Linked DNA regions of Sus scrofa: region 2 is linked to region 1. The links are chromatin contacts, called in public Hi-C maps. All regions are on one chromosome and are shown on one strand. The core of a region is the stretch at or near the end of the contact, and the rest is flanking DNA. Distances in the headings are between cores, read along the strand shown. Region 1 has its middle 42 kb from the start of LRRC74A. Region 2 has its middle 17 kb from the start of MIR9860.

Region 1 (6,152 bases), core at 1,335-3,834:
CAGTGCCCAGCGGCCTGGCAGTGCCCACTGCAAAGGTGGCTGGGGTGAATGCCCACAGATGCTCCAGATGGCGGGGGTACTGGCCCAGCGGCTGCGGCTCCAGCCCCTCTGCGGAAGCAGACTTCCAGGGGCCCACGAGAAGCTGAGGACTGCGTTGCTCATGGGGCAAGACCAGAGCAGGCAGTCAAGGCAGGCATTTCTCCCAGAAGAGGCCTCCCTGGTGATGCCACCCAACCACATGGAGATAGAGACGACTCTCCCAGCTGCACGATCCCTGCCTTGCAAGGCAATAACCCAGCCGGAAGCCAGTGGGCCAGCATCTCCCGGGAAGGGCCCCCTTGGAGCCTCGGGGGTGAGGCTCTCTGACTGGCGGTGGAGAGGGTGGCTCCTTCCAGGGAGCCGAGCTCAGTCCCGCCCCTGCCCAGCCTGAGCTAGATGCAGGGCCCCTTCTGGGCCTACTCTGGCCTGGCTGCCATTTGTCAAGGGCGCTCAGTTGAGAGGGAGGCCATGAAGCCAGGTAGGGGCACAGGCACAGGCTGGGTGTCAGGCCACCCTATCCTGCAATCCCAACTCAGCCCCCTCCTTCCTTCCTTCCCTTGTTCCTTATGGAGCTCCTACTATGTGGCAGGCCCTGTGTGTGGCACCGGGGTCACAACCCTGAGCATCACAATGGGCCAGATGTGAATTCAAAGGGCGCCTCTGCTTAAGCAGAGCTTAGGCACAGTAGACAGACAGCCCTGCAAATGTCACCGCGATGACTTCTGCACAGAAAGGGCAGCGCCAGCGACGACGTGGCCGCCCTGTGGCCCGGAACCAGCTTTTCGGTTAATCTGACTCTTATGATTGTAATAACAGGACCCACCTCCTACGGCTTTTGTGAGCATAAATGGGACCCTGTACACGGCCCACTTGGGCCCCTCCCCAGGCTCTGAAGGGACCCAGGGTGGTGGGCTTTCTTGCCCCTGAGGCTGGTGGGGGCCTGGGGATGACACCACAGAATGTCTCGCCCAGGCTGTGGCCCGAGGGACCAGCCAGGGCAGAGCAGCGCCTGGTGTCTGGCTGCTGTCAGACCCACTTTCCCTCCCGACCCGGCCTTTCCCTGCAGCTGGAGGAGGGGTTGCCCGTCCCCGTGGGGGCGTCTGCTCTCCCTGACCCCACTGGCGGCTGCTGCCAGAGTGCAGCACAATTTCCAAGTTCCCAAGTCAGGACACTCCTGGACCCAGGCCCCACAAGCCCCCAAGGGCAGTCCCCCTGCCAGCTGGCGGCTGGGCCAGCTGCTGTGCAGCCGAGACAAAGAACAGAGCAACCAGGCTTGGCTGCGCACGGAGGCCTGGTCTGGAGCTGACAGAGTGGCCCTGAACGCCCCTGCTCGCTCCCCTCCGGGGGAAAGGCACTGATGGGGAGCAGAAGGAGCTTCCCCACCACCCAGCCCCGACCAGAGCCCTGACTTGGCACACCATAGGCAGCTGAGGGGACCCCCAGACTCCGCCGCCACCACCAGCGCCCCCCCAGCTGTCTGGGATGGGCAGTGCCACAGGATGGTGAGGCGCCAGGCCTTCCTGCTGCCTCATTGTCCCTGGGAGGAGGGTCCCTGTGGGGCATCGGACACTGCCACTGAGGATAGCCTGAGAGGTGAAGGAGCAGAGCAGGGGGTGGGCAGTGGGGTCCCTCCTCAGACCTGCCTTCCAGCCAAGGCCTCAAAGATGAGGCCCAGAAGGGAGATAGGGTGAGCCAAGGAGGGCCATGGATTTTCGGGGGCCAGGGCTGGTTTTATGGGTGCAGCCTGCGCTGACACACAGTGCCCATACTTAGAAGGGCCTGGACTTGCTTTCATGCTCTGTTGTCACGCTCTTAAATTCTTAATAATTTTTTAGCAAACAGCCCCACAGACTCTGCAGCGGGTCTTGTATGAGGGCGGGGATGTTTATACACAAAGGGCTGGAGACAGAGTTGGAAGGTGTTGGAGCAGCCAATCCATCATCAACAACTCTAGCAAAGGATGAAGGACCTCGGGCCTCCCTGACCTGGACCACATGGACTGCGTGCTTCTGGAGGGGAGGAGACATGCGGAGCAGCCCCGACTCAACAGGTTACAGGTGAGGCCAGGAGGAAGGAGGCTGGGGTCTGGGGAGGACACGGCCCTCCCCCTTAAGCCCACCACAGGGGAGAGGAGCACTGACCCCCCTGCTTGAGGTTGAGTTCTAGCCCTTGGAGGACGCTGTGGTTCAGAGACAGATGGGCAGAGAGGGGCTGGAGGTGGTGAGGCCTCAGATCCAGGAGGAAGACTCTTCAGGGGCCTCAGCCAGGAGGGCCAGCCCAGGCCCGCTCCGGCCTCTGGTCTGCAGCCAGTTGGTAATTCAGAAATTCCTCCAGAACGCTGCCTGGGCCTGCTCGCCTGTCTCCCCAGCCTGAGCCAGCCTGCCAGCGCCGGGCCGACTCCTGGTTTCCACCTCCCAGAGGCCAGCCAGCTGCTCCTGCAGCTGCCCCCCTTGCTCGCAGCTGGTCCAGGGTCAGATGGTGCTGGGAAATGGGCTGGCAGGAGCGGAGCTGGCCCCGGTCCCCAGCCAGGCCCAGGCTTCACAGACGTGGGTGGAGAAGAGGCCCAGGGCTGCGTGTGCAGTGGGGGAAAGAGGCGAGACTTAGCCTGGGGATGAGCCTGAGGCCCCGCCTGGAGTCTGGCCCAGTTCTCAGAGCCAGCCCAGCAGAGTCCCTGGCAGAGACCACCAGGCGTGATCCAGGAGTCCTGGCCAGGGCCTGCCCCAGCAACGCCCCCGCCCCCGATGTTCTGTCCCCAGGCTGAGAACTGGGCCACCGCAGACCCCTTCCCCAGCATCTCCCCGGATCCCAGGCTGCTAATCCCCTCTCCATTAAGAGGCAAATTTTCTCTGGAGGCCAAGAGTGGCCACCGTCCCAGTCAGCATCAGCCTTTCATTGTCAGCTCCTGGGAAGCCGAGGCCAGTGACCTAAGTCAAACCCAGAGAAGAGGGTCGCAGAGGGAACTCAGTGAAACTGGCAGCGAGACCTGCTTCTTCAGGGGAGGAAGGTAGGAAGGGGCCAAAACGGTGGAAGAACTTGCTTGTTTCCAAACTGTTTGCTAAGTGGGCTTTGCCACCAGGGCTGCCGGCTGTGAGGGCTTGGCTGGGCAGGGTGCCGACGGCACAGAGTAGACCAGGGCTCTGGAGTCAGAGCCCAGCTTTGCCCCCGACTGGCCTCAGGACACTGGGCATGTGACATCTCCCTGCTGCAGCTTCGTCACCTGTAAAGGGGAAGCTAGTGGTCCCCTAACAGGGTCACTTTGAAGGCAGACCTCACAAAGGGGTCTGGGTGCTCAGCGCCTTGCCTGGCTCGGCAGACGTGCTCCCCGCTGACACTGGCCTTTTCCATCGGCCGTAACTCTGCCTACTTCCACCCAAGACCATCCCCACCGCCCCGTGGCCACTCCAGCCTGGTTCCAGACCCAGGATGTTGGCAAGCTGGATCCGGACGCGCCCTAGGAAGAGGTCCCCAGGCCCCCGCTGGCTCTCTGGCCCACAGCGCTGTGGCACCCCTGTCTCCCCCCTTCACCTTCCCTGGTGCCACGTCCAGCCCCACAATCACAGATGCCAAGTGACCCTTCCCTGAAGGACCCCTAGGAAGGCAGGAGGACCAAGATGGGATGTGGCTGTCAGCCTCCCCCTCCTCTCCCCCACACCCCCCAGGCAGGGCTCCACCTCTCCTTCAAATTCATGTCTGTTTGTTTGGGTTTTTTGCTTTTTAGGGGCTCACCTGAGGCATATGGAGCTTCCCAGGCTAGGAGTTGAATTGGAGCTACAGCTGCCGGCCTACACCACCGCCACAGCAACTCAGGATCCAAGCTGAGTCTGCAGCCTACACCACAGCTCACAGCAACACCGGATCCTTAACCTACTGAGCGAGGCCAGGGATCGAACCCACATCCTCATGGATGCTAATCAGGTTCTGAACCCGTTGAGCCACAATGGGCACGCCCTCCTTCAAACTAATGTGGAAGAAATGCTTGAGCGATACACCGGGAAGGCATGCTGAGTTATTAACAGGTCAAGATGCCACTTCCCATCTGGGTCCTCCTGCCTCCCTAGGGGCAGCTCCCAGCAGAAGTGGAGTCAGATGCCAAGTCAGGGGAGAAACTGGAAGCGGGTAGGGGCGGGGTGGGGGCTGGGAAGCAATGTGGCCACCTTCTCTGAATCTGCCTTCTGAGGCTGTCTCTGGCCCAGGGCTACACAAAGCGCCACCTGGGGCCTTTCTGCAAAGCGTTTGCTCAGATCCAGGATGGAACAAGTACGGAGAATGTCTGCAAGCATCATGATACTTTCCTAGCAATTCAACAGAATCATTTCATAGCAGCTGAATCTAATAGTAATTTTAAAAATTAGCTTGTATTTTGTATGTCTCTTGTTCATTTCATCTTTTTTCAGCAGTTCTTCATCGCCATTTTTTTTTTTTTTTTTTTTTGGTCAAATCCACGGTATGCAGAAGTTGCCAGGCCAGGGATCAAACCTATACCACAGCAGTGACCTGAGCCATAACAGTAACAGCTTTGGATCCTTCACCACTAGGCCACCAGGGAACTCCTTCAGCAGTTCTTTTGTGTTATATTTTGCAAAAGAAGATAGCTTGTCATTGATTAGAAATGACAAAGAAAACAATTGGCCCTCGACCACAGAACACCGGGGAAGCTCTGCTCCACATGTCTCTTCATCTTGCTCTTCGTAACCTTCACTTTAACATACTGTATGAAAATGTGCCGGAGTTCCCGTTGTGGCTCAGTGGTAACGAATCTGACTAGTATCCATGAGGACGGAGGTTCGACCTGGCCTCACTCAGCAGGTTCAGGATCTGGCGTTGCTGTGGCTGTGGTGTAGGCCAGTGGCTACAGCTCCTATTCAACCCCTAGCTGGGGAAACCCCATATGCCGTGAGTGTGGCCCTAGAAAAAAAGACAAAAAAAAAAAAAATGTGTCCCTTACTAAGAAGACGGTGTCTTGTCGCCTTTGGAGACACCCACTCCTCCCTTCTTTTCAAGACGGCTATGCATCTACAGGTATTTCTGTGTGGGTCTCTCCTATCGTTCTCACTCCCATGAGAATGCACTGCACGCCCCTTGGGTAATTTGCCGCTTCTGTTTTTACAGCAAACCTGCAGCCAGCTCCCTGCTCTCATGGACCCCTCTCAGGACCTTCCTTCTCATGGATCCAGAGTTGGAAATTTCCCCAGACACTGGCTTCTCCAGGGATGGCCAGATCCAAGGCCACACCCTGGCCGGGGGTTAGTGAGAGGGCACCTGGGAATTGGCATTTCTTTAGAACGTCTCAGTCTGGGAATCTCTGGTGAGCCTCAGGCCCTGGCAGGTTGCTTACTCCTCACTAGTTACGAGTGAGCAAACTCAGGCTCGGGGAGGGGAAAGGACTGAAGGGAGTCACACACGAAGGGAGTGGAAGGAGTTCCCATCATGGCTCAGCGAAAACGAATCTGACTAGCGTCCGTGAGGATGCAGCTTCCATCCCTGGCCTCGCTCAGTGGGTTAAGGATCCAGCATTGCCGTGAGCTGTGGTGTAGGTCGCAGATGAGGCTGGGATCTTATGTGGCTGTGGCTGTGGTGTAGCTTGGCAGCTATTCCTGAAGGGCCTGGGGAGGGTCTGTCCCCTCCTCTTCCAGCTTCTGGATACTCCCAGTGTTCCTTGCTTTGTGGACACATCCCTCCACCCTCTGCCCCCGTCGTCACATGGCCTTCTGCTCCGTGTGTCTGCAGGTGTCCTCTCTTCTTACAAGGACAGTAGTCATTGGATGTACAGCCCACCCTAAATCTACGATAATTATACCTCGAGATCCTTAAAATATCGCACTGCAAAGACTCTATTTCCAAATAAGGTGACATTCTCAGGCTCCAGGTGGACATGAAGGGTGGCAAGAGTGTGGTTATTCAACCCATGACAAAGCCTTTCTTCATAAAGAGATCCATGGACAGACTGGAGGCCTGCTTTGGGCTCCTAACCCCCAGCCTCAGAGGCTTCTGGCAGCCTTAAACCTTGGGGCCAATGGACCTGGGGAGGTGGGGAGGTGGTTCAGGCCAGGAGCTGCACATTCAAGTTGCTGGGCACAGTGACCCAGCTCCCCTGTGCCAGGCAGGCCCCCCCA
Region 2 (6,152 bases), core at 2,490-4,989, 130 kb after region 1:
ACAGTTGTGGCTTCAGATCCTAACTTGGCCTCTTACTGTAACATTAAGTCATTGCTTTGTCTCCTTTGGCCTCTGTTTTCCCATCTGTAAAATGGGATGACAATGATTACCTGTGTGGCAGACACTGTTGACTTCCACCCAGTAATCACTCCTGCTTTCTTCCTCAGTGCCCTGAATTATTTTTTTCAGGAATCCACCCCCTCTCCCTCATGCCCATGGTGGGGAAGGGGAAAATACTGATTCATCTCAACAAATCTTGGTATCCTATTCCCCTGGCCAGTGATTCATTTTGTGGCTCATGTCTGGCCAATGAGATACAGGGAGGGATCTTAGGCGTGGGGGGTGGGGGCAGTGTCTGGAGAGTTATTCTAGGAAATATTCCTTTGCTCTTAAAACATGAGGGAAACAATTGTCCTTTGCAGATGGATGTTACGTCTGGAGTGATGGCTGGGGCCGCAGCAGCCTTCTTGTTGTGATGAAGGCAATTACTCAGAGCTCCAAGCCAACACACTAAAGATGACAGAACGGAACTGTGGAAAGAACCCAGGTCCTGGTGGAACCATTCAGCACCTGGAGCCGCCCATCTCTGAACCTTTCCCTGAGATCATCAGTTCCTTCACCGCTCAGTGAGGGACCCCCGGCTCAATCCAGTATTGTTGAGGTTGCTGTTAGTTGCAGCTGAAAGGATTCTAACAGATCAGTTTCATAGAGCTGGGATGACTAAATAAAATAAAGTTGATAAAGTACCTAACACAGTATCTGGCATGTGTTTGGTTCTTAACAAAGATTAAAGCCATTCCTGCTCAGACATTCTGAGGCGAATGCATGACCCTAAAGACACAGCAGACGGTAACGAAGTCAGGTTTAGAGCTGTGCAGAGGTGGGTGGGTACTGGAGTGACAACAGAGATGACAATGACAGTGAAATTTAAACATTATGTTAGTAAGCATCCTGATGGAGCTTCTTGGGGCTGTAACAATGGCTTTCCTTTGCACTTCTCAGGCCTCTTCTTACCCTGGTTAAACACTGCATGACACAGGCTTTTCTCATTGTGAGCGGGGGTGGTCCCTCATTACCCTGGGGCATGGAAGCACTGCTCCAGGATGAAGGCTGGAGTGTAATTTGTAGCTCCAGGAGCAACAAAGATTTGGAAGCAGAACTGACATACCCACACCACGGAGAACATGGCCTGCCACTGACAAAAGCACACAACATCCGCCCCCTCAGAGAGTGCCGGTGCCCAGAGAGGCCCCACAGACCCCTGCAGCTCAGAAGGTCTGCCTCCGGGGGTTGGGGCCGGGCATGCCGCCTGGCTGGCTGTCCAGGCCAGAGTTTTCCTCCACGCCAGCCCCATGGCCCTTCTGAACCTCATTCCGGGAGAGCTCAGCCACATCAGTGTCTTCCAGGCTCATGTGCGCCCAGCTGTGTGGGCGGCCCTGGCAGCGGGGCAGGGAGCAGGGTTTGTGCAAGGACACTGTGGCCCCTGCAGCAGGGTTGTGGGGGAGGTGGAAGCTCGCTTGAGGGGCAAGTGGGGGCAGGGGGAGCCTGGAGGAGGCGGGGAGCAGAAGCTGCAGACGCAAGCTCAGCCCCCTTTGCAAAGGCTCTCTTCCCCTTGGAAGCTGGTTCCAGGCCCCTTTCCCTCCACCTGTCTTCTGGCCTGTGCTTCCTGCTTGGCCCCTCCCCTGCCCAGCCAGGTTCAGCACAGCCCAGCTTCCCAGCCCTGACCTTCAATTCCACCCACCAAATACTTCCTTAGATTTTTCTATGCAAGATGCTATATTCCTGCTAGCGGCTGAGGGATGAAAGAGAGACAAAGAACAGCAAAATAAGAGTAGAAAGGACCTCAAAATGATTTTTGAACTTTTTTTTTTTAGGACCACACCTGTGGCATCTAGAAGTTCCCAGGCTAAGGGTCGAGTAGGAGCTGCAGCCGCCAGCCTACACCACAGCCACAGCAACACCGGATACCAGCCGAGTCTGTGACCTACACCACAGCTCACAGCAACGCCGGATCCTTAACCCCCTGAGCAAGCCAGGGATCAAACCTGCATCCTCATGGATGCTAGTCAGTCTTGTAACCCACTGAGCCACAATAGGAACTCTGGTTTTCAAACTTCTCTCAGCCTCAGAAACTTCTCCCACTCCCCTTCACAAAAACCCATGTATTTAAGAAAGAAAAAAAGCGAGATTGCTACCATTGAGTTCAGTGCAGGGCCTGGTCCACTCCGGCCAGAGGCCAACTCCACAGACAGAGTCTGAGAAGCCCTGATCAAGACCAGAGGGGAAACGGAGGCCCGAGGAAGTAGAGTGACCTTCCTGAGACACCCTGCAAGTTAGTGGTTCTGCCAAGTTCAAATTCAGGTGTCTGCGCGCCTGGCCCAGTGCCCTCTCCATTGTACTGCCCTACCCCTTGGCACTTGTCTCAAAGATCTGCTGGGAAGAAGAGGCAAGTCAACCTGGAACAGAGTGCATGGGCTCCGGGCCAGTTAAAGAGCGATGATTCCACTGCAGGGAGAGAAGCCTTCACCACAGAGGGTCAGGAGACTGGATGCATCCTAGGTCAGGACGGGCAGGGTTTGACACGGAGCATGGAGGGGATGTGTGGGAAAGAGGCAATTCCAGGCCCTGGAGAACATGATCAGTTAATGCCTGAAGAAAGCCTGGCAGCTCAGAGATCTGCCCACCCTGGCTCTGCCACTACAAGCGAGGTGACCTTGGGTCAGAGGCCTCCCCCGTCTGGGTTTGCTTCCTTGCATGTAAAATGGCAGATGGGGTGGGCTAGCTGGTCCCACTGTGACATGTCCTGACCCCTTGTCTCCTCCCAAGAGGTTGGCTCTCCCTTACCCACCACCACTACCAACGTCACCACCTAGGACACTCCCTGGTGTGTGCCAGGTGGCTGGAATTGATACCAAGAGGAAGTGTCCTGGGGTGCCCCATCAGAGCAGCATGGAGCTGGCAGGCCTGCTCAAGGGGCCCGCCCAGAGCTTTGGGGAACAGTGACAAAACACAAGGAGGAGGCAGGAGCCGAGGCAGAACTAGGGCAGGAACTATTCCTCTTCTGGGAAGGGTCCTTTCCAACCCAGCCCTCTCTGGAGGCCCAGGCCTCATTCAGTGCCCTCTCCCATGCCCACCACCTGGGAGCAGAAAGGGGAGGTCTGGAGGGTAGGGGTGATATGCCACTTAGCCCCAAACCTCAGTATTCCCTCCCCCCCCCCTTTTTTTAGGGCCGCACCAGTGGCATATGGAGGTTCTCAGGCTAGGGCTTGAATCAGAGCTGCAGCTGCCAGCCTACACCACAGTGTCTGCGACCTACACCACAGCTCACGGCAACACCAGATCCTTAACCCACTGAGTGAGGCCAGGAATCGAACCTACGTCCTCATGGATGCTGGTCAGATTCGTTTCCGCTGAGCCACGAGGGGAACTCCTTCCAGCTTCTTAAATGAGGTAAAAGTAGACACTTGGTACTCTTATTTGTAAAAGTGATCATTTCAGTATCTTAGATGGTGAAATGAGATCATGCTTGTCAAGTGCCTGGCCTGGTGTCTGGTATAGGAACCACTTAGTAAATATTAGATCCTATTCGTTGCCGAGGGGGCTGCCTGTTAGGGAAAACTACACAGTGTAAAGGCTCCTGACATTAAATGGGCTGGTTGGAGTAGTGCCCCTGTATGTGCAACCCACGCTCAACTACAGGAGGGGGACTGGGGAAGTTGGTGAGAAGCCCACTAGAAACAATGTGTGTGCGCCCCCTGCTGGCCGTGAGCAAAGATGCAGGCCTGCCCGCTCAGGCGATGAAGGGGGTGGTTGTTAGCACGACCCGCTGCTGCCTGGTGGTTGGAACCCAGTATTCCAGAGTACCCATAAGGTGTCACCCACCTGGCAATGCGCCAGGTTTTTGGAGGGAGGACTGACAGTGAGCGACAGACAAAATGAGTGGAAAGGTAAGCTAGCTTTTTGGAGCCAATTAGATTTAGAGTCAACCAGGCATCAGTTCAAGCTCAGAGACCACCCCAGAACCAACCGCCTGTGTCGGATTCAGCAGTGAGCAAAGTTCCTTGCATCTGGGACTTGGAGTGTGTGCGGTGACCTTGGATAGGCCATATAATGCCTCTGAGCTTCAGTTTCCTCATCTGTAACATGTCAGGCTCCTCTACTCCTTCCCCCCATTCCAGAAGGTAGAGACCCCGGGTCTGGATCCCAAGGCCTCTGTCATCTGGGGGGAGTTGGAAGTCACCACCAACAGCTGTGTCTTCTCAAGGGAAACCTCATCCCTCTGAACCTGGGCTGTGGCTCTGCTTTATTCGGAAGGGACCGTGTCACCCTCCTGGGGCATGCCAGGCTCCCCAGATTCTCAATGAATTTTTATTAACATCCAACATCACTAACACCTCAATAAATTTCCACTCCCCACGGCCTTTACTGTAGATGTGCATGGATATACACACATGCACACCCCCCCACACACATATACACACACACATAAAGCAAGGGTGAGGGTTGGAAACTGATCGATGCCACAGGAATGTTTTAACACCCCTATCGAAACTACCCGAGTTGGGTCTGGTTTATTTTTTGAGGATTCTATAGTATCATCTCACAGTCTGCGTGTATGTGTGCTTCACACTCATTCATGTAGCAAGGTTTAATTGAGCTATTGCCAAGTATGGAAGCAATAGCAGTAAATAAAAGAGACACAAATCCCACACAGAGCTTACATTCGTGTGTGTGTGTGTGTGTGTGTGTGTGTGGAGTTGGGGGCAAAAGATAGAAAAACAAATAAGCAAGTGGCACAGACATAACATTTAGTGGTAATGTGCTATGGAGAAAACCAAAGCAGAAGAGGGGGTTGGGCACCCCAGGACTAGGGGGAAATTATAAATGGAGTGGTCAGGGAAGGCCTTATTGAAAAGATGACATTTAAGTAAAGAGCTAAAGGATCACGGACCAGGCAGCTATTTAGTAAAAGAGGATTCCAGGCAGAGGACACGGCACTGGAACGTTCCTGGTCAGAGAGGGCCATTGGGAGTACACTGATGTCTATGCTGAGTGAGATGGGAGCCACTGAAGGTTTTTCTTAGGGCCACACCTGCTGCATATGGAGGTTCCCAGGCTAGGAGTCGAATTGGAGCTGCAGCCGCTGGCCTACACCACAGCCACAGCAACACAGGATCCAAGCTGAGTGTGCAAACGACACCACAGCTCACGGCAATGTTGGATCCTTAACCGGCTGAGCAAGGCCGGGGATTGAACCCACATCCTCATGGATATTAGTTGGGTTTGTTACTACTCAGCCATGATAAGAACTCCAGAAATCATCCATTTTGATTTCTGTAAATATTTCCCTTGCCTATTTTGTTATTAGTCCCTAAGGTAGGGAGACGCAGTGGTGTTCATACACACACACACTTGACACAGTGGGTTCTACTGCAAGGCCCCACCTGGCTCCTGAGGTGGCACCCTCACACCCCACAGGGGAATGGTGACAGTGGTACTTCCCTCACAGGTGTGTTGTGAAGTCAATACGTGCAAAGCACTTAGCAAATCTTTGGGACTAGATAAAGAGGAGCTATTTTTATGAATGAGGCATGGTCAAGGGTCCCTCATACTCTTTTTCCAGCCCATATAGTCATTTCAGACCTCTTCTGAAAGTTCAGAAATCAGCACCTGTCTTATAAGCGGGACATGAAGAAGCTCTACTAAGAGAAATGTGGCGGGAGAGGTTAATCAAGGTAGGCTTCCTGGAAGAGGAATTTGGCTGACTTCCTCTCTTTTCAGGCAAAGAAACTAAGGCTCAGTGATAATTAAAACACTTGCCTGAGGTCTCAAAGCTAGAAACGGGCAGGGGACATCCATGCTTTTCTGGCTCAGAAGCCACTGCTCTTCGCCAGGTGCTACCATGGTGACAGGCCATTCCCATCAGAGGAGAACGATGCCCATTCATATGAGGACCTGGGCCAGGAGGATCCGAATGACAGCCACTCAGTCCAGGTGGAGCACAGGTATGGGAAACTTGGCACAGTCTTGCTAACAATCACAGATTCCCAGTGTGAGCAGAGCAGTGTGCCAGACTCTGTGCTCCAGGTATCAAATGCATGATTGCATTTAACCCTCATTTTGCAGATCAGGAAATTGAGGTCTGACAAGGG

What was found. A called contact is a pair of places that touch in the nucleus more often than the background predicts.
Region 2: a Hi-C map of embryonic fibroblasts shows a contact between it and region 1, with 2.6 times the contacts expected there. The contact joins two enhancer-like sites. A contact is called at or near these places in 14 of 47 Hi-C or Micro-C datasets (embryonic fibroblasts, fetal heart ventricle, fetal skeletal muscle and 7 more) and 2 of 2 datasets of contacts at active chromatin or transcription factors (alveolar macrophages and skeletal muscle).

What each region holds. Positions count from the first base shown.
Region 1 is chr7:100,013,432-100,019,583 of Sscrofa11.1, forward strand. No RefSeq gene overlaps it. Among named protein-coding and RNA genes, the nearest start is that of LRRC74A, 42 kb to the left of the region's middle. Within about 2 kb of position 2,585, at least 20 of the 83 cell types and tissues checked have an H3K27ac peak or open chromatin away from gene starts, as enhancers often do. A contact at or near this core is called in embryonic fibroblasts and retroperitoneal adipose tissue, where this site is marked.
Region 2 is chr7:100,140,357-100,146,508 of Sscrofa11.1, forward strand. No RefSeq gene overlaps it. Among named protein-coding and RNA genes, the nearest start is that of MIR9860, 17 kb to the left of the region's middle. Within about 2 kb of position 3,740, at least 13 of the 83 cell types and tissues checked have an H3K27ac peak or open chromatin away from gene starts, as enhancers often do. A contact at or near this core is called in embryonic fibroblasts and retroperitoneal adipose tissue, where this site is marked.